Linked DNA regions of Mus musculus: regions 2, 3, 4, 5 and 6 are each linked to region 1. A link is a contact called in public ChIA-PET, Hi-C, Micro-C and promoter capture Hi-C data. All regions are on one chromosome and are shown on one strand. The core of a region is the stretch at or near the end of the contact, and the rest is flanking DNA. Distances in the headings are between cores, read along the strand shown. Region 1 holds the start of Nadk (NAD kinase). Region 2 holds the start of Pusl1 (pseudouridylate synthase-like 1). Region 3 holds the start of Ube2j2 (ubiquitin-conjugating enzyme E2J 2). Region 4 holds the start of Aurkaip1 (aurora kinase A interacting protein 1). Region 5 holds the start of Cptp (ceramide-1-phosphate transfer protein). Region 6 holds the start of Rer1 (retention in endoplasmic reticulum sorting receptor 1).

Region 1 (2,700 bases), core at 127-2,626:
TAAACTATTCATTTAAGTACTGCTGTTTTATCTGTTAGCCACTTCTACCCAAAAGGAGGGGTGGGGGATGGATTGTGGCTCAGTGGGACAGCACTTGTGTGAGGATCTGGGCTGGACCTGTAGCACTTCAAACAAGATGAAAAAGAAAAAAAATGAATAAAACTGCATCGTTTTTAATAAATAAATCTACAAAGAAGAAAATGCAGAAGCATTCTGAGATGCCACCTCCAAATGAAGAAGCTACCTGGTCATACTGTATATTGGCACCCGTGGCTGTCCCAGAGCCCAAGATGGGCAGTGTAAGTCACAGTGAAGTCACTGCTGAGGACAAATACGTTCAGAGGGAAGGTGCCGTGCTTTTAATTACCAAGGCGAGGATGCCAGCTTTCCGGCCCGTGGAAACTGACAGTGATACATGAAACCAATGAATATAAGTTTGAATAACACTCTTCTCAAGAGGCAAGCCAAACGAATAAGTTTTGAACCAAAACAGAGAGTTTCCCAAACAAGAAAGGAAAAACAAGTCGCTATTCAGAATCAATGCCAGGAGAAAGCCCATTGCTTGGGAGAGCTGGAAAGAGACGCCGGATCTTGGCCAAGCAAAGGCAGATCCTGGGACTGCGCTGGGCACGCCCTGTTCCCATAACGAAGAAACCTGCCAGAGGCCAAGACAAGCGGCCTGTGAGTGTGACATCCTGAGAGGCAGCAGCCTCTAGGAACATCTCCATGGACTCTTCAGGACTTTGGAAGCTCCTGGCAAGTACTGGATACCAAGTTTACGATGGGGTTTTGGAGAGTTTCACACCTCGATTGCTTACAAAACGCTCGTCTGACTACTTTGCCCACATGCCAAGGTCTCTGGCGCTTGCTAAGGCCCCACTGGAAGACCAATGGAGCCGATTCGGCTGCGGTGCTGCGCGCTGAACTGGCTTAGAACAGAACGGCGGCCTACATGGCTTCTCCCGGGACCCGAACCTCTGACTCGTCCCCCTAAACCCAAGGCCGGACCAGATCTTCAGACCTGTCCCTTAGGCTCCTTCCCCGAGACCACGCGTCATCCTGGCTGCAACCCACGTTCGGACGCAGGGAGGCGCGTCAGAGCCACCAGCGCCCGGCCTCGGGCAGGTGGGCAGGGCCGGCGCCGTGACCCTGTCTTCACGGGTCCCGGCCAGTGACGCCGGGCAGAGGGCGACCCCAGGCCCCGCACTCACCGTCGGCTGCCGCGCGCCCGCGTGGACGTCTACATGCTGGGCCGAGCAGGCGGTCCCTGCTGCCCTACTGCTACCTGGCTCTCAGCGACCCAGCCGCCCGCCACCCCATGGCCGCTCGGTCCAGAGACCGGCACCACCAAGCCCCGCTGCGCCGCGGCTGTCAGTGCGCAAGCGCAGCCCGCACGCATGCGCTGCAGGGCACGTGGGGAGAGCGGCGCAGCCGCACCTACACAGGCGTGCACGCAAACTTCGGGTTTTTCAAAACCCTTTGTAGGCCAAGGATCAGAGGCTGGGGGGTGGGGTGGGGGGTGGGAGACGTGAAGAGGGAGGGGCGAGGCAAAGGGGAGGCGGGGCCGAGAGGAAGTGGGCGGGACACAGGAGTAGGAGGCGGGGCAAAGGAACTGAAACAGGGCATAGCGGAATGGGATGGGGACAAGGAGCGGAAGACAGCACGGGGGGGTGGGGCCAAGGTTGGAGAAAGGGGAGGGGCAGACGGGTAGGAGAAGGGGCAGGCAGAGTGGGAGGGACAGGTCGCAAGAGGGCAGAGCTGGAAAGGGACGGAACTAAGGAGACTAAGCCGGAGGGAAGGGGAAGATCGGGAGAGTGGGCGGGGCCAAAGGGTGGAGGAGTCGGGGCGGAAGGGGAGGCGGGGCAGAGGGTGAGGGAGAAAAAAAAGAAAAAAAGAAAAAAAAAAGAGTAACCGAGGAGGGGCAAAAAGCTCAGTCCCAGCAGCAACAGAGAAAACCACCAGATTCTCTCCCTTTTCTTTCTTTCTTTCTTTCTTTCTTTCTTTCTTTCTTTCTTTCTTTCTTTCTTTCTTTCTTTCTTTCTTTCTTTCTTTCTTTTGCCTCCTTGCCTCGCGGTCTGATCTTTATTCCTGTCCTACGTCACACTCAGTTTGCTTTTTGCTGGCGAGGTCTCCAGGACCATGTGGACAACGCGGGCCAGCTTTGTGGGAAGGTGGGCTTCGTGCCAGGCTCCTGTTCCCACGTTGTTCTTAATGTCCAGCGCATGGACCTGGTATCTTTCAGAAGCAGAACTCGGGTGACAGCGCTCATATGGCTCTCAGGCCCACCAGCAGTGACCTGACACCCTTTGGCAACTGGCAAGGACTTGAGCCTGAAAGTAACAAACCTGACAGCTGGTTGATACAATGGTTCACTACTTTAATCCCAGAGATGAGAGCTCCGGATTTCTAGGAATTCGAGGCCAGCCAGGGGTACCATAGTTAGAGACCCTATCTCAAAAAGAAAAACAAAGTCTTGATAGTTGAGAAGCGACTGTGTAAATAGCGTGCCTCACCCACAGCTGTAAGGAGGGAAAGAGGGAGGCCACCGACTTTGTAGCTGAGCCAGGGATATGCTGAACTGGTGGACATGCTCGTGCATTGATATCCACCAGTGTGCACAGTGCACCAGTAGGTGTTTTCGCAGTCCCGACTCCCAGCACTGTAGTTTTAAGATGTTCACACTATTGCCCTTCCTGTATA
Region 2 (2,700 bases), core at 155-2,654, 330 kb before region 1:
CACACAGGAGGTACTCCATTACTGTCTGCCAAATGCCACTCAATGAAACAGATGTATATCTGTGTGGCCATGTGGTTCACACAGATGTGCACGACTGTATTCCAGGAACAATAAAAGAAACAAACCCATAGGTGAATAAGGCCCATACCCTTCCACCTAAACACGACTTCCTCATCCTTACAGCCTCTACCCCTTCAGGCTCCTGGGTCACTCATACATCCGTTAACTCTCACCAAGGTGTCTATCTCAGGCCCTGATGGCTCCGGCTGGTTGCACCCATACACTGCTCTGGACATACGGATCAAGATAGAGACCAAGCAGGGTGCCAGACAATCCTAGCCAGAATTGGACTACAGGGCCAAGGAGGAGCCCAGTACTTGTGGCACACCAGAGCATACACACAAAGAAGGGTGGACAGTTCTAGAGATGGCACTGGACGCAAATGCCCAGTGACACACAGCTGCCCAAGGCGGTCTGCACACTCACCCCCGCGCGCGAGGTGATCAGCACAGGGGCGTCTTTTGTTCCGGTCCCCCGAGGCCGGAGGCGGAGCTGCGCAGCTAGGGGACCGCGACTCCGGCTCCCGCCGGTTTGTCCGTGCCAGGTCTTCTGCTCCGTCCAGGTGGACTCGGAGCGGTCACCACGCTGGACACCCCTTGCCCGCCTCCGGCACAAAGGCGGCTCCCCATCCCCGCCCGCGCCCTACCCCGGGCCCGCAGCACACCTGAAGCGCGGCGAGTCCTTGATGCATTCCTCGAACTCTACCGTCATGGCTGCGGCGAGCGGTGCTCACTGTGCGGAGGACCAAGGCGCGTCGAGCGGCATCCCCGGCCCGTGGACCGTCTGTGGCGCCCGCGCCGAGCTGCGCTCCGCGCCCGCCCGCCCGCCTGCCCGCCTCGGTCTGAGCCCGGCGCGCCGCGGCCCCGCCCCGCCTGTCACCGCTGGGGAGCGTCGCCAAAGTCAGCCTCTGCCTGCGCCACCCGCTGTCACCTCCGGGGAGCGTCGCTAAAAGCGCCGCTGCATCCCCTCGCCTGTCGCTGCGCTCTGTCCTCGGTCACCACGGTCTGGGAGCTGGGCCGGCCTCGGCGGTTGGGCTTCGGAGTGGTTTGGCTCGGTCGCGGGACAGGGAAGGGCACGGCTCGCCCACTTCAGGCATCACGGCGGTGGTGAACTCGGCTGGAATGCTGCCGACGGACACACTCCGCGACGGCGGCGGGGAGATCGGGAGTGAACGAATTAAGGTCGCTTGTGCGGAAGCGACCCATCATCGCGCCCCTGTGAGGCCGAGGACAGGAAACATAGCCGGCTCTAGAGGACCGCACTTTGCACCCGATCCCTAAGCTTGGCTCCGCCCCCGCCTCTCCATTCAGGCGGGGCGGACCGAGTCAGTGCGCAGGCGCCGTCCCTGCTGGGCTGGGTCGACCGCGGGCCACGTGCAAGCGCCCCGCCCGCTCAAATATGGGCTCCTGCGGGGCGGTGGGCTCGGTGCGTGCGCGCTACCTTGTGTTCTTGCAGTACTTGGGCACTGACTTCAAGTACGTTTTCCCGCTGTTACCCCCGCGTTCTCCACTCGGCCTCGCGGGAAGTCCGCGAGGTGACCAGGACGGGCGCGATCGGTCTCGGGATGCGGGATTTTAGGAGCCGAGGAACACAGTGGCCTGCACCGAACCCACGCGCCTGGGCGCCGAGACCCCTGGCGGGACAGCGTCCACAGACACCGCAGATAATTCCTTCCTGTTTCTCTCCGCAGTGGGGTTGCGGCCGTGAGGGGCAATCCGCGCGCTGTTGGGGTGCTGAACTTCCTGGAGGTGAGGACCGGTTTGGGGAGGAAGAAGCAGTCGGCAGCTCCAACCCCTACCCACTCTCCTCCTCCTATTCCACGGACTCCGGCCATCGATGTGGCAGCCGCCTGTACGGTTCCCGCAGGAGGCTGCCAAGCGGCTGAACTCTGTCGACCCGGTCAGGTTCACCATCTCTAGCCGCACCGATGCCGGGGTGCATGCCCTGAGCAACGCGGCGCACCTGGACATCCAGCGCCGCCCAGGGCAGTCGCCTTTCTCCCCGGAGGTCGTGGCCAAGGCCCTCAACACCCACCTGAAGCACCCGGCCATTCGGTGAGCCCGGGGTTTTGGTATGGTTCTGGGCTTTTTTTTTTGTCTTTTACCATTGCACCCCACTGTGGTGGGAGGCAGAGATTTCCATAGTGCTGTGTGGACAGTTGGGCATACTCATTCCTGGGATGAGCCAGATCTGCTTGCCACAGTGTACTGAAGGCCTTCCGAGTGCCCAACGACTTCCACGCTCGACACGCAGCCACCTCCAGGACCTACCAATATCGTCTGGCCACAGGCTGCTCCTGGCCTAATCAACTGCCTGTGTTTGAACAAAATGTATGCTGGGCTCTGCAGACAGAGTGAGTGAGCTAAGAATGGGAAGAAAATGGCTCACCATCCATCTGCCTGGGCTCTCCTCAATAATGCTCATTTGGCTCTGCAGGTACCTGGATATGGCGGCCATGCAGGAGGCTGCCCAGCACCTCCTCGGGACACATGATTTTAGTGCCTTCCAGTCTGCTGGCAGCCCAGTCACAAATACTGTACGCACACTTCGAAGAGTCTCAGTGTCACCTGGTCCAGCCAGCCCATTTGTCCTCCCCGAGGGGAGCAGGTGAGACGACTAGCCTTTCACTATGCCAGGACT
Region 3 (2,700 bases), core at 68-2,567, 380 kb before region 1:
GCAGCAGAAGAGTCTCTTGTCAGTCCCTCATCACCGTGCCAAGGTGGTAGTTCTTTTTCCTTTTGGACATCTCTCTCCCACAACACTCCACACAGGTTAGGTGACGGTGGGGAATTAAGACCTTGGCCTGACAGATGGTCAGAAGGGCACATGACACACCCAAGGCCAGGATTTTCAGGGAGTTTTACCTTCTCCAGGATTACTCCACGGGCTGAAGGAAGCCAGAAGCTCACAATAAACAGCCTTAGCACCACTTTCTCACACACACCGAGAACTGAACTGACGCCGAGTACAGGAAGACAATGATGTTGCAGAGGACTGACTCCAAGTTCTAGGAACCTAGACCTATCTCCGGCTGAAGATCATACGCGGGACTTTATAATGAAATACAATCCTAAAATCCTTTTTCCCCCCCCATTACACACACCTGGCCATGAATAAAGCCCTGTATCACTACTTGCAGAAAGGTACATTCTTATGCACTTGTTAGCTTACAGTGAACTCTGCTCTTTTCTCTTCCTGGTCTATCTGGATCTGATGACGTTGAGAGCTTGACTGAGGTTAAACACACAGCTAAGTGATGATGTCCACTAAGAAGGAAGTGAGGTCACTGGCTGAGAGTCCGCAGTTAGCAGAGGTGGAGAATAAGCATCGGCCGTCCTCACCCCGACCCCCGAAACGGGCCCAAGCCCCACTCTTACTGCCCAAGGTTTTGTTGCATTACCCTCAAGGGCGTAACCGCGGACACGCTCGCCCCTGTTGGGGTCTATTAAGCAGCCTGGGGTTCTAACTGATCGCGATGAAAGGGGGCCACTCAACGGCTACCACCCCACAACAAACTCACGGGATACGTTTTTTTAAAGATCAAACCTGGCTCCTCCTCGGAGTCTTCCGAGCGTCCGTGAGAGAATCCGCCGCGCGGCAAACAAAACCCCTAACCCGCCCCCGACAGGAACCCCGAGCGCCCTCAGTAACCGACCTCGGGTCCGGGCACAGCCGGCGACGTAACCAACGGGACCCGACGTGTGGCGTCCCCGCGTCCCCGCCCGCCGCTGCAGCCGGCTCCGGCGGGGCGAACGAGCGGCCCGAGGCCCCGCGCAGCCCGCGAGCGCTCACCTCTCCCTGAGGCCGCGGCCGCGTTCAGGTTCGCCGTGGTCGAGGCCAGAGCAGGGTGCGGAAGAGTGGGGCCCGCGCCGTGAGCCGCACCCGCGCTGGGACTCGGCCCACCGCACCCGCCGCAAGCAGCCTCGCCGCCGCTACCGCCGCTCAGCCTCCAAGATGGCCGCTCCGGGGACGGCCTAGGCCCGCTTCCGCTTCCGCTTCCGGTGCGCTGTCCGCGGGTGGAAGCGCTCCGCTAGGCAGCTTGGTGGAGGCTCCACTGTCAGTTCCTAGCTGGCTCAGGTCAGTCTCGGGTTTTTGGCTAATGGTTGTGTCCGGCTACTGCGCAAAGGGTTGCTGACGCGTGCGCACTAGAGAATAGCTCGGGGGAGGGGGTTGTGGCTCCTGTGTCGGGAAACTGGGCTAGACACTCCCAAGACTTCGTACTGTCTGGCCGGCACTCCAGGAACCAGTAAGTGGCTGCAGAAATCCCGCAGTGCTCCCGACCCCAAATCAGGGCCAGTCAGGGAGGCCAGCCCCAGAGAAAAGATGACCCATGAGTTCACAACGAATTAGGGCCACCGGCCACCTTCTGGCCCAGGATGCACTCTTGTCTGCTCTAAACACAGTTAAATTCCGAGCTGGAGGTTCACTCAGTTCTCCCTCGCTGCCCCTATAGCCACGAAGATCCCCGTGTACGGAGCCAATGATGGGCATAGGCGTATCCCGCACTCCAAGCCCGCGGCAGACCCCCAGCCCCGGGAACAGCCGTCCTCATAAAAAGAGTCCCTGTGTTTCCGCACCAAGTTTCCCAATCAGTTCTTGAATACCATCTTTATGCTCGAGGACATTGCTCTAAGACGGGTTTCCCCTCTCCCTCCGCCTCCTTCCTGGCCCTGGGGAGGGGAGGCGGTACAGCTTGGTCTTTTGGCCAGACTATCTGGCTGGTGCTGAGACAGGAGGCTGCCAGTAGGGATGTTCTAAATACTAGTTTGGGCCCTGACAGCTGGAGAATCTGGGCTGAGGAGGCTGATAGAGATCCAGACTTCTCCAGCTCTCCCTGCACACACTGCTGCCTCACTGTTGCATTCCTAGAATCGAATGCTAAAGTTTGTTCTTATGTTGGTGAGATAACATCACACACACACACACACACACACACACACACACACACACACACACACACCCTGCGTCCTTGACCCAGCACCTTCCCTTCATTTGCCTGTGAACTCTGTGTACAGGTTCCAGAAAGCCAAGTCAGATGTGGTAGGTGTCAGTATTCCGGGTTACAACACACTGGAAGAGAGACACTGCAGGATGAATTAAGGATTCTTAGCAGCAGGAGGCTCAGCCTTTGCAGGACTGAATCCAGAATCCACATTGCAAAGCCTATATATTGTTACACAACAGGCATTTTTAGACCCGGGCGGTGGTGGCGCATGCCTTTGATCCCAGCACTGGGAAGGCAGAGGCAGGCGGATTTCTGAGTTCAGTCTACAAGGTGAGTTCCAGGACAGCCAGGGCTACACAGAGAAACCCTGTCTTGGAAAAAAAAAAAAAAAGGCATCTTTAGCAAGTCAATTTGTGCGTACAAATTGAAGT
Region 4 (2,700 bases), core at 21-2,520, 270 kb before region 1:
GCAGTCAGCCAGCTCTCTAGAGGACTGATGGCCATCTTCCTGGGGACCAGGAACTCCTCAAGCTCTGACTGGGTCCTCTTACCAGGGAGGGAGGCAGCCCGACTTGGGCTTGCAGGCTGCAAACTGTAAAGGGGTCGAAAAGCATAGCTGCCAATCACCCCGGAGCCAGGGCAGGAACGACTGAAACCTGGGGAAACAACACAGTTGCTACTAGTGCCATCACAGCAGATCAGAACACCACTACTACCCAGGCTAGGGCAACATGTAGACCCAAATGGTAAGGCCTGCCCCTTATCCTTCCGTCTGGAGTTGTGATGTGCTCCTACATACTACATGCAAGCTCGCAGGAAAAGGTTTGTGCCCAGGCTCTTATTCCCAGTAGCGACAGGAGACTACTGAAGGCGAGCTGGGCCGCGATGATTCCCATCCCCAAGTCAGGTGTGGATTCCGCGTCCAGGGGCGTCTTACCTGCCCAGGGAACAACAGTCCTGGCCAGCCGTGAAGTCAGGCGCGCCAGGAACATGGTGAGCAGTTGGTCCGGCGGCAGCGCTCAAAGCTAGAACACAGGAACCAGCTGAGGTCACGCAGCGGCGACGGGCAGTGCTCTCGGCCGCAGGCCTCGCATATCCCATCACCCTGGGTCCCCCTGACCCGCGATAAGGAGACATCTTCAAAAGTCGCTCTGAGCGCAAATCCTGTCCCTACTTCTCTCCACCAGCGTGGTCGCTGTAAGCCGCCCACCCACGGTTCCCGCTCAGGCAGCGAAACCCACAGCGCAGGACGATATCGACGCTCGCACGCACCAAACAGACGCAGGCCAAGCGAGCTCCGCCGCCGCTCATCATCTGAGCCCCGCAACAGGCCCACCGAATCCCGGAAGTTAGGACCGATCAGGTCGCCTCTGACCTCGACCACTTCCGGTCCCTGGTCCTACGCAGCGCCCTCTGGTGCCCGGCTCTGCGCTAACTCGATCCTTGCGTGCCCGAAGGCGATCGCTTCCGGTTGGAGGGGACGCTTCCCCTGCCGCTGTTGTCCAGCAGCAACAACGTTCCGGGTAAAAAGTGCCCACACCCGACACCCACCACAATCCCGGAGAGTGCTCTCTGCGTGCACGCGGACTTTACAGTATATATATATATATTTTTTTCCTTTCGTCTCTCCCAAGCCGGTTAGCCTCCGGGTACCGCCATGGACCGTAGGACTGCGGAAGTGACAAGTGGCGCTCCTCCTGTTAGGGCGGCAGGTCGTTTAATAGTCCTGTGGGATAGGCTGGCTGCAGAATGGGGCGCTCTGCTTCTTGAGGCCTCAGAAACTCCGCCCTGTTCCTGCTCCGCGGTCCTACCCTGCCGCTAATCTCAAGTGAAAAAAGTCCTAATTTCTTTAGTGTGCCCTGAGGAAAAAAAAATTTTTTTTAAAGATTTATTTATTTTTTATTATATATAAGTACACTGTAGCTGTCTTCAGACACTCCAGAAGAGGGAGTCAGATCTCATTACGGATGGTTGTGAGCCACCATGTGGTTGCTGGGATTTGAACTTCGGACCTTCGGAAGAGCAGTCGGGTGCTCTTACCCACTGAGCCATCTCACCAGCCCCCTGAGGAAAAATTTAAATATCCTCACACACACGTTAATTTTTATCCCAAAACTTAAAAGCAGCTTCTTCAGAATACGGCTGCTGCTTTCCTTGGCAAGAGCCTAGCAATCCACTGCACCTCAGTGTGGACCAGAAAGTCCTGCTGGCTCCGATGGACAGGGGTGCAAGACTAGGGTTCTCCTTCATTTGAGAAACTACGTATGCCTCGCATGAGGGATTTCTGTGGATTCTTAACACAAAGTGGCCAAATATCTCATTCTCAGGCATTAACCTAGCTAAAGTTACATAAACCAATAAGAGGGCAGAAATTGCAGGCTGTCGTCCCAGCTGTGTAACTGAGGTCACAAAGTGATGTTGCGTGTACCCTACCTTCGAGAGGGGATGCTGGAGATATTTGTCTTTTCTAATGATGTTTCGAGAGGGGAGGCACAATGTGCACCTGCATATGCCACAGCACACATGGAGTCATTTCTCTTCTTCCACATTTAAGGAAGTGAATTCCAGGGATCTCATTCAAGTTGTCGGGTTTATGTGGCAAGCACTTAACCACTGCGCTAGCCCAAACAGGAAGGTTTATGCATTTTAGTCTGTCTTTAGTTCAGACTCTCACCCTGGGTTTAGCCACAAAAGGCAAATGGAGTCTCTAGATTCCAGCCCTCACCTTGGTGCTCCCAGTCCTCAACATGGCCAGCTTTTATTTGATGTGTTTCTCCTTGGATTGCATAACTAAAGGTTCAAGGAGATGAATAAAAGTAAATAAATCCATCAGAGAAATGGTCATGTTCACAACAACCCGTATCGGGACAGGTCTTTGTAGAGTCAGGGACAATAAGAGAAAGGGCAAGTGGAAACAAGTTTTGGAAAGAGACCAAGCAAAGCATCCTCCTTACACAATCCCGGGAACTAGCAAGTTTCTAGTCTTCCAGGAGGTGAGTAAAGCCAACCTTGTTAAGATCCCTATACTTTCCTGGGTGGTGGTGGCCCACGCCTTTAATCCCAGCACTTGGGAAACAGAGTCAGATGGATCTCTTTTGAGTTGCAAGGCCAGCCTGGTCTACAGATTGAATTCTAGGACAGCCAGGGCTACACAGAGAAACCCTGTCTC
Region 5 (2,700 bases), core at 97-2,596, 310 kb before region 1:
CAATGAATATGCTTCATCGTTTAAGCTAATTAGTATTTAGTCAGTATGAGATCTACAGAGTGAGTTCCAGGACAGCTAGGGCTACACAGAGAAACCCTGTCTCGAAAAACCAACCAACCAAACAAGACAAAAAAACAAAAACAAAAAAACAGTATGAGAAGTTGCGTCTGCTAAGGCCCTGTGATGCAGTGAGTTGAGAAGACTCGAAGTTTTAGCCAAGATGACCTAGAGACCGGGACCATGAATAGGAAAGTGCTCCCCACACCCTGCACACATGCAGGAAGTAAAACCCAGGGACATTTGGGAGGTTCTGAAACCCCAGGTTTTTTTCTTTGTTTGTTTGGTTTTTCGAGACAGGGTTTCTCTGTGTAGCCCTGACTGTCCTGGAACTCACTCTGTAGACCAGGCTGGCCTCGAACTCAGAAATCCGCCTGCCTCTGCCTCCCAAGTGCTGGGATTAAAGGCGTGCACCACCACCGCCCAGCGAAACCCCAGATTTCAAACGGTTGTTTTCTCTTTCACAGCCATCCTATGCTATTGGTGATCTTAGAGGTCTAGATCTATGTTTTCTACGATGAACAAATATACTTTTAACAATTCGGGATAGACCAGACACAAAGACTGGTTACTGATCTGAAGGATAGCAAGCAACCTGAACATGAAGAAGCGCTTGGGGGTGGTGGTGGTGGTGGTAGTGGTGGTGAGCAGAAGTAAGAGGGGCTTTGAAACAACCGTCCAAATGCAGGAGCGGAAAGTCGCCAGGACGATTTCTGTGCTGGATTCAACACCACCGACAGGCGAGGCTCATTTCACCTCACGACCATCGTAAGCAGCCCAGGTACAGAAGCTGGCCCTCCGTGACTCATATCGAGCTCTAGGACCAGGAATCAAACCCACATCTCGTCGACCCCCCGTGCCAGACAGAGAAAAGGGAGGCACTGGCTCTGAAACTGTCTACTCCGGCTTCCGCTCCCTGGGACGAGCAGATGATCAAACGGCTACGGAGATGAAGGGACCCATCCGACTCTCCGGACGCCGCGGAAGATGCTTAGGACTCGGACTCACCCAAGGGAGTGACCCTAATCTCGGGCATGGTCAGGGAGGTCGCCTCGAACCACGGCTCCACGGCTCGCGTGCACCGCCCGCAGGAGAGCCGCAGGCAGACCCCGCGCGCGCTCACATCAGACGCCCGGCCGCGGCGAGTCCCTCCGCACTGCGCGCAGGCGCAACCGCCGAGACCGCCCCCTTCCTGCCCTCGCGCCGGAAACGCAGGCGGATATGTCGAGTTCTAATTGGATGATCAGCAACCAATTGGGATGGCTGGCGGGGCAGCGGAGGGCGGGGCAGAGGCTGGACTTTGGGTTGCAGCTCCAGGTTTCTGCTCAACCGCAGGCTCCGAGCTTGAGGGGAAAGCATGGGGACGGGGACCCTTACCTGACGTGAACCAGGCGGCAGAGCCACGTCTCTGTACACCACCGGGGCGGACTGGCAAAGAATCGTCTCCCACAGCAGCCTAATTGTAGCTTTGATCAACCCTCCCCATCGCTGGCCTCTGCTGCACCCTTTGCCCTCCGCGGGAGTAGAGACCACCACTCCCCCACCATCGGAACCCATCTCAGGTGAGATTTGTAGACTTCTCTGCACCACCCTGGCTTGCTGCTACGCCTAGGTGTATGCTGGGTGCCAGCTTGTGGGCCTTTGCCCGGCTGTCCATCCTGTTTAGCTTGATCATCAGAGGGAGCTGGATCACCTTCCGGGAGCTGGCGAGCTGCTCTCCCTTCCTGTTCTTTCCGGGTTTACCGCGGACAGTTCTAAGAGGCTACTTGGCTCAGGCTCTGGGCAGGAAGGCCTGGCCGCAGGATTGTTAGGTGGCCAAAAAAGAACTGGGGTGAGGGGGGCGGCATAGAGACTATTGACCCACGGGACAGCAAACAGGCCGAGGGTGTATCGCAAGATTCTGGGCGTCGCCAACTTTGAGGCCCAGGCGGGGCTGTCCCTGACACCTAAACACAAGGTGAGCCCATCTCCTAAGTCTGGAACTTGCGACAGGCATCCAGTCCAACCCATGAGGCCCTGTCACCATTTACATGGACCGGGGAGACATGTAGACCACACTCCCAGAGCTGAAGGACTGAGACCTAGGACTGTGTGAAGGAAAGAAAAAACTTGCACACAGATACGTTGCACACTGGATAGGGGTGGGTTTTTGAAGGCCTGATGGTACAGAGGTTAAGGCAGGAATCCACAAGAATCTCCAGGACTGGTGGTAAGTGTTGGACATAAGTGTAATGCAGCCACATCCCACAGAGTTGGTCCTGGACATCAAGGCAAGGCTGTTAAGATAGCAGGAAAGGTAGGGACTGGGTGCTTAGAGTGACCCATCCAACATGTGAACACAAAAGGAGCCTAGTGGCACAAACTTGTAGTTCTAGCTACTCGGGAAGCAGAAAGATTGAAAGTAAAAGGCCTAGTTTGACATGGTGGCACACACCTTTAACCCCAGCACTTTAATCCCAGACAGGCAGATCTGAGTTCAAGATCAGCCTGATTTACAGAGTAAGCTCCAGGACAGCCAGGGTTACACAGAGAAATCTTGTCTTGAAAAAACAAATTAAAAAAGAAAGTTAAAGGCCTGCCTAGGCTATTACCTGTCCAGCATACAAGAGGCCCTTAGGTTCAGTTCCCACAACTGTAAATAAA
Region 6 (2,700 bases), core at 79-2,578, 480 kb after region 1:
GCATGTGATGACCTCCAAGCCTACAAGAATTGGTCTTACATTGGTTCCACCATGACTGGGTCCAAGTGGTAGTCCCAGTGTGCAGGCGCAGTACCAGGCTATGCTTGGTACAAGACTGACTGCCTCCCACACCTTTTCTCAGGAATCTGGCTCTGGAATGAGCTCTGCAATGATCACAGGCTTCTTACCGTGTTTCTTGCCTCCCTTCCATTCTCCTTCATAGCGGAAGAAAGAATTTGGGTATACATATACGCCATAGCCTGTGTTCGGAAAAGAAGATGAACATAGCAATGGTTTGCCATCAACAGACACAGAGATGGGGCAGCTCAGGGTCTGGAGTAGTCTGCAGGTCATTTCTCATCAGTCTCTTGAACATGACAGGATGGTTAATTGCTCAAGATGGGTGCTCCCTCTCCCTTGCTTGGGTTTTGTTACATGGATAGTACTGAGGGAAAGGCAGGCCTGGCCAGAGGAGGGCTAAGACAAAAGCTGATTGTAGGCTCTTTAAGAGGAGGCGGTGAGGGCACGGAAGCAGTCAACAAGCTCCGTGAGGATACAGCAAAGAGCCCACCCTGCCAGGACCGTCACTATCCTCCTGTCCCCACGGGACAAAAATCCACACTCACTCCTAATTACTCCTGGCTGCCTCATCTTTTATCACGCAGCCAGCTCTGAGACATCACACCCAACACCCATCTCTCAGTTCCTGAGATGGATAAGCAACCCCACTGCTTTCTTGCCAGCAAGTCGCAGCCTGGGACGGGAAGACAGTGGCACTAGCATGGACTCTGACCTCATATCGATCCTGTTTCTCCGGTTTTAGAACAACTTTTCATCAGACTGCATTGGGCGAACCTCGTGTGCTCACCCAGCCAGCCTGACCTCAGCTCTACCTGCCCCCCCTGACGCAGGGTCGGCTGGCCGTGAGCCTGCAGCCTGGACCACGCCTGTGGAGCACGCGAACGCGACGGAGCTCCAGCGGGGAGACGCAGCCCGTACCGTTTCGCGGCGGCAGTCTCGGCGAGTGCCGACGCGGCTGGAGCGAAGCCTGGTAGGGATCGCCAGCTGCCTCCATCTTGCCGCCAAAGTTTCCCTAGCAACCATAAAGCTGCCTTCCATTGGCCTCCGGTTGCCATGGGGCGTGGCCAGGAGACCATAACATCCGAAGCAGCGGCGCCGGATCCGGAGCCTGAGGACGTCAATGCGCCTGTGCACCACGGCACGTTTCCGCCAACCCCGTCCTTCCGCCGGGAAGCGCTCCCGCCAACGGCCTCTGCGTCCATACCGGAAGCGGAAATGGTTGGAGCTTGGGCCCCGCCCCGCGGCCATCTTGGCGGCTGGAGGCGCCGCGGGACGGAACGGAAGTGCCTGTGCAGCTTCCCGGATCCGGAGCCGAGCTCTGGCGGCCGCCCTGCCCGCCATCCTCCTTCCGCAGCCGTGAGGGAGACCGCGGCTCGGCTGCACCGGAGCTGCGAGGTGCTGGGGGTGGGCTGGTGGCGCGGACCTGGTCGGGCGGCACACCACCGCCTTCCTCTGGGCTGTCAAGGCCACGGGCGAGCCGGCGGGCGGCGGGCGGGCGGGGCCGGGCAGCGCCTTTGAGCCTGGCGAGGGGTTGCCAGGGGCGGGCCGATCTCCGAGAGGGGTGCGCGAGGGGACTGCTGAGCGCTGCCCGCCGCGGCTCGCGCGCCGCCCCGACCCCCCGGCCCCAGGTCGTGGAGGAAGGTGGCCTGTTGTTGCCTGCACAGATCCAGGCGGCATGTGTTAGGTGTCCTCTTGCTACCCCACTACCGTGTTCAGTTTCGGGGCACACGTGTAGGAATTAAGCCCGAGCGCGAAGACAGTTACTGAATGGATCGAAGGGGTGCTGGTTAAATGGGTCTAGATTATATGGTGACATTAAGGCAGTAAAATGTCCAGCCCTCCAGGCTGTACTTCCAGCGTGGAGCAGATAAGGCTACATTGTCTCCCTTAGCAGGGTATCAGTGCAAGAGGGCTTCATACTTCCACATTGAGAACCCCCAGTGGCTTTTCTTTCTTAGTTCTTAATAACAGATACTATCCAGGAGGTGGTGGTGCACGCCTTTATGTGAGGCAGAGGCTGTGAGTTTGAGGCTAGCCTGGTCTACATGGAGCAACCCTGTTGGGGGCGGGGGGAAGACTTAGAGACTAGTTATACGTCTTGGAACTGCCTGTTTTTTTGATGTGAGTTTTTTTTTTTTTTTTAACCCTCATTAAGGTGCTCAGAAGAGCATCAGTAAACCCATACTCAGCCCCTTAGATCCAGGTTGTGTGTTGGGGAACTGGTTGCGGTGGAGGTAGAACATAGAGAAAGGGCTGGGGATGATCCAAGATGATCATTTCCCACCCCACCCCCAAAGGTGAGAGGGGCCCAGAGAGGGAAGGACTCAGAGGGGCAGGGTCTGGAAGGGTTGACAGGGAACAACTCTTGAGGCATGCAGGTGCAAGAGGCAGCGACCCCCAGATGCTGTGCAGAGCGCTTTCTTCTCTGTGGTGTATTACTAATTTAGGAGTGATGGATTGCAGAAACTAGACAAATGATGGGCTCCAGAACACGGGGGTAATGTTCTGTGTGTGGTACTTGTCCCCCTTAGAACAGTTTTTGTCTTGTTTTTTTTTTTTTTGTGACAGAGCATAGAGCAATTTCAGTAGATATGTGACAAGCACTGTAGGTCGTGAGGC

What was found. A called contact is a pair of places that touch in the nucleus more often than the background predicts. ChIA-PET counts read pairs in DNA pulled down with a chosen protein or histone mark. Capture Hi-C pulls out chosen DNA fragments and counts their contacts.
Region 2: a contact with region 1 is called in a promoter capture Hi-C map of liver. The contact joins the promoter of Pusl1 here to the promoter of Nadk in region 1. A contact is called at or near these places in 2 of 484 Hi-C or Micro-C datasets (CD4 T cells and embryonic stem cells) and 1 of 9 other capture datasets (liver).
Region 3: a promoter capture Hi-C map of adipose tissue shows a contact between it and region 1. The contact joins the promoter of Ube2j2 here to the promoter of Nadk in region 1. A contact is called at or near these places in 1 of 115 datasets of contacts at active chromatin or transcription factors (memory CD8 T cells) and 1 of 9 other capture datasets (adipose tissue).
Region 4: an RNA polymerase II ChIA-PET map of memory CD8 T cells shows a contact between it and region 1, with 31 read pairs. The contact joins the promoter of Aurkaip1 here to the promoter of Nadk in region 1. A contact is called at or near these places in 3 of 115 datasets of contacts at active chromatin or transcription factors (memory CD8 T cells, microglia and pancreatic cancer cells) and 1 of 9 other capture datasets (adipose tissue).
Region 5: a Micro-C map of embryonic stem cells shows a contact between it and region 1, with 5 times the contacts expected there. The contact joins the promoter of Cptp here to the promoter of Nadk in region 1. A contact is called at or near these places in 1 of 484 Hi-C or Micro-C datasets (embryonic stem cells) and 3 of 9 other capture datasets (adipose tissue, liver and pancreatic islet).
Region 6: a contact with region 1 is called in a Hi-C map of muscle stem cells, with 4 times the contacts expected there. The contact joins the promoter of Rer1 here to the promoter of Nadk in region 1. A contact is called at or near these places in 2 of 39 promoter capture datasets (the C10 cell line and erythroid cells), 10 of 484 Hi-C or Micro-C datasets (B cells, centroblasts, cerebellum and 4 more), 4 of 115 datasets of contacts at active chromatin or transcription factors (bone marrow-derived macrophages, large pre-B cells, memory CD8 T cells and 1 more) and 2 of 9 other capture datasets (liver and pancreatic islet).

The regions. Positions count from the first base shown.
Region 1 is chr4:155,562,491-155,565,190 of GRCm38.p6, reverse strand. It overlaps Nadk (NAD kinase), which reads right to left and starts at 1,376. Exons shown (of 12, transcript NM_001159637.1): 1 at 1,212-1,376.
Region 2 is chr4:155,890,466-155,893,165 of GRCm38.p6, reverse strand. Pusl1 (pseudouridylate synthase-like 1) reads left to right here and starts at 1,404. Exons shown (of 8, transcript NM_001033490.1): 1 at 1,404-1,535; 2 at 1,751-1,808; 3 at 1,927-2,114; 4 at 2,264-2,413; 5 at 2,497-2,667. The coding sequence starts at 1,459. Acap3 (ArfGAP with coiled-coil, ankyrin repeat and PH domains 3) reads right to left here and starts at 1,291. Exons shown (of 24, transcript NM_207223.1): 1 at 725-1,291. The coding sequence starts at 771.
Region 3 is chr4:155,942,430-155,945,129 of GRCm38.p6, reverse strand. Ube2j2 (ubiquitin-conjugating enzyme E2J 2) reads right to left here and starts at 1,317. Exons shown (of 8, transcript NM_021402.6): 1 at 980-1,317.
Region 4 is chr4:155,829,839-155,832,538 of GRCm38.p6, reverse strand. Aurkaip1 (aurora kinase A interacting protein 1) reads right to left here and starts at 1,270. Exons shown (of 4, transcript NM_025338.4): 1 at 804-1,270; 2 at 469-556; 3 at 1-187. The coding sequence starts at 523.
Region 5 is chr4:155,868,086-155,870,785 of GRCm38.p6, reverse strand. It overlaps Cptp (ceramide-1-phosphate transfer protein), which reads left to right and starts at 1,346. Exons shown (of 3, transcript NM_024472.4): 1 at 1,346-1,619. It overlaps Ints11 (integrator complex subunit 11), which reads right to left and starts at 1,219. Exons shown (of 17, transcript NM_028020.3): 1 at 1,066-1,219. The coding sequence starts at 1,093.
Region 6 is chr4:155,084,981-155,087,680 of GRCm38.p6, reverse strand. Rer1 (retention in endoplasmic reticulum sorting receptor 1) reads left to right here and starts at 1,328. Exons shown (of 7, transcript NM_026395.2): 1 at 1,328-1,476. It overlaps Morn1 (MORN repeat containing 1), which reads right to left and starts at 1,104. Exons shown (of 14, transcript NM_001081100.1): 1 at 1,000-1,104; 2 at 189-260. The coding sequence starts at 1,075.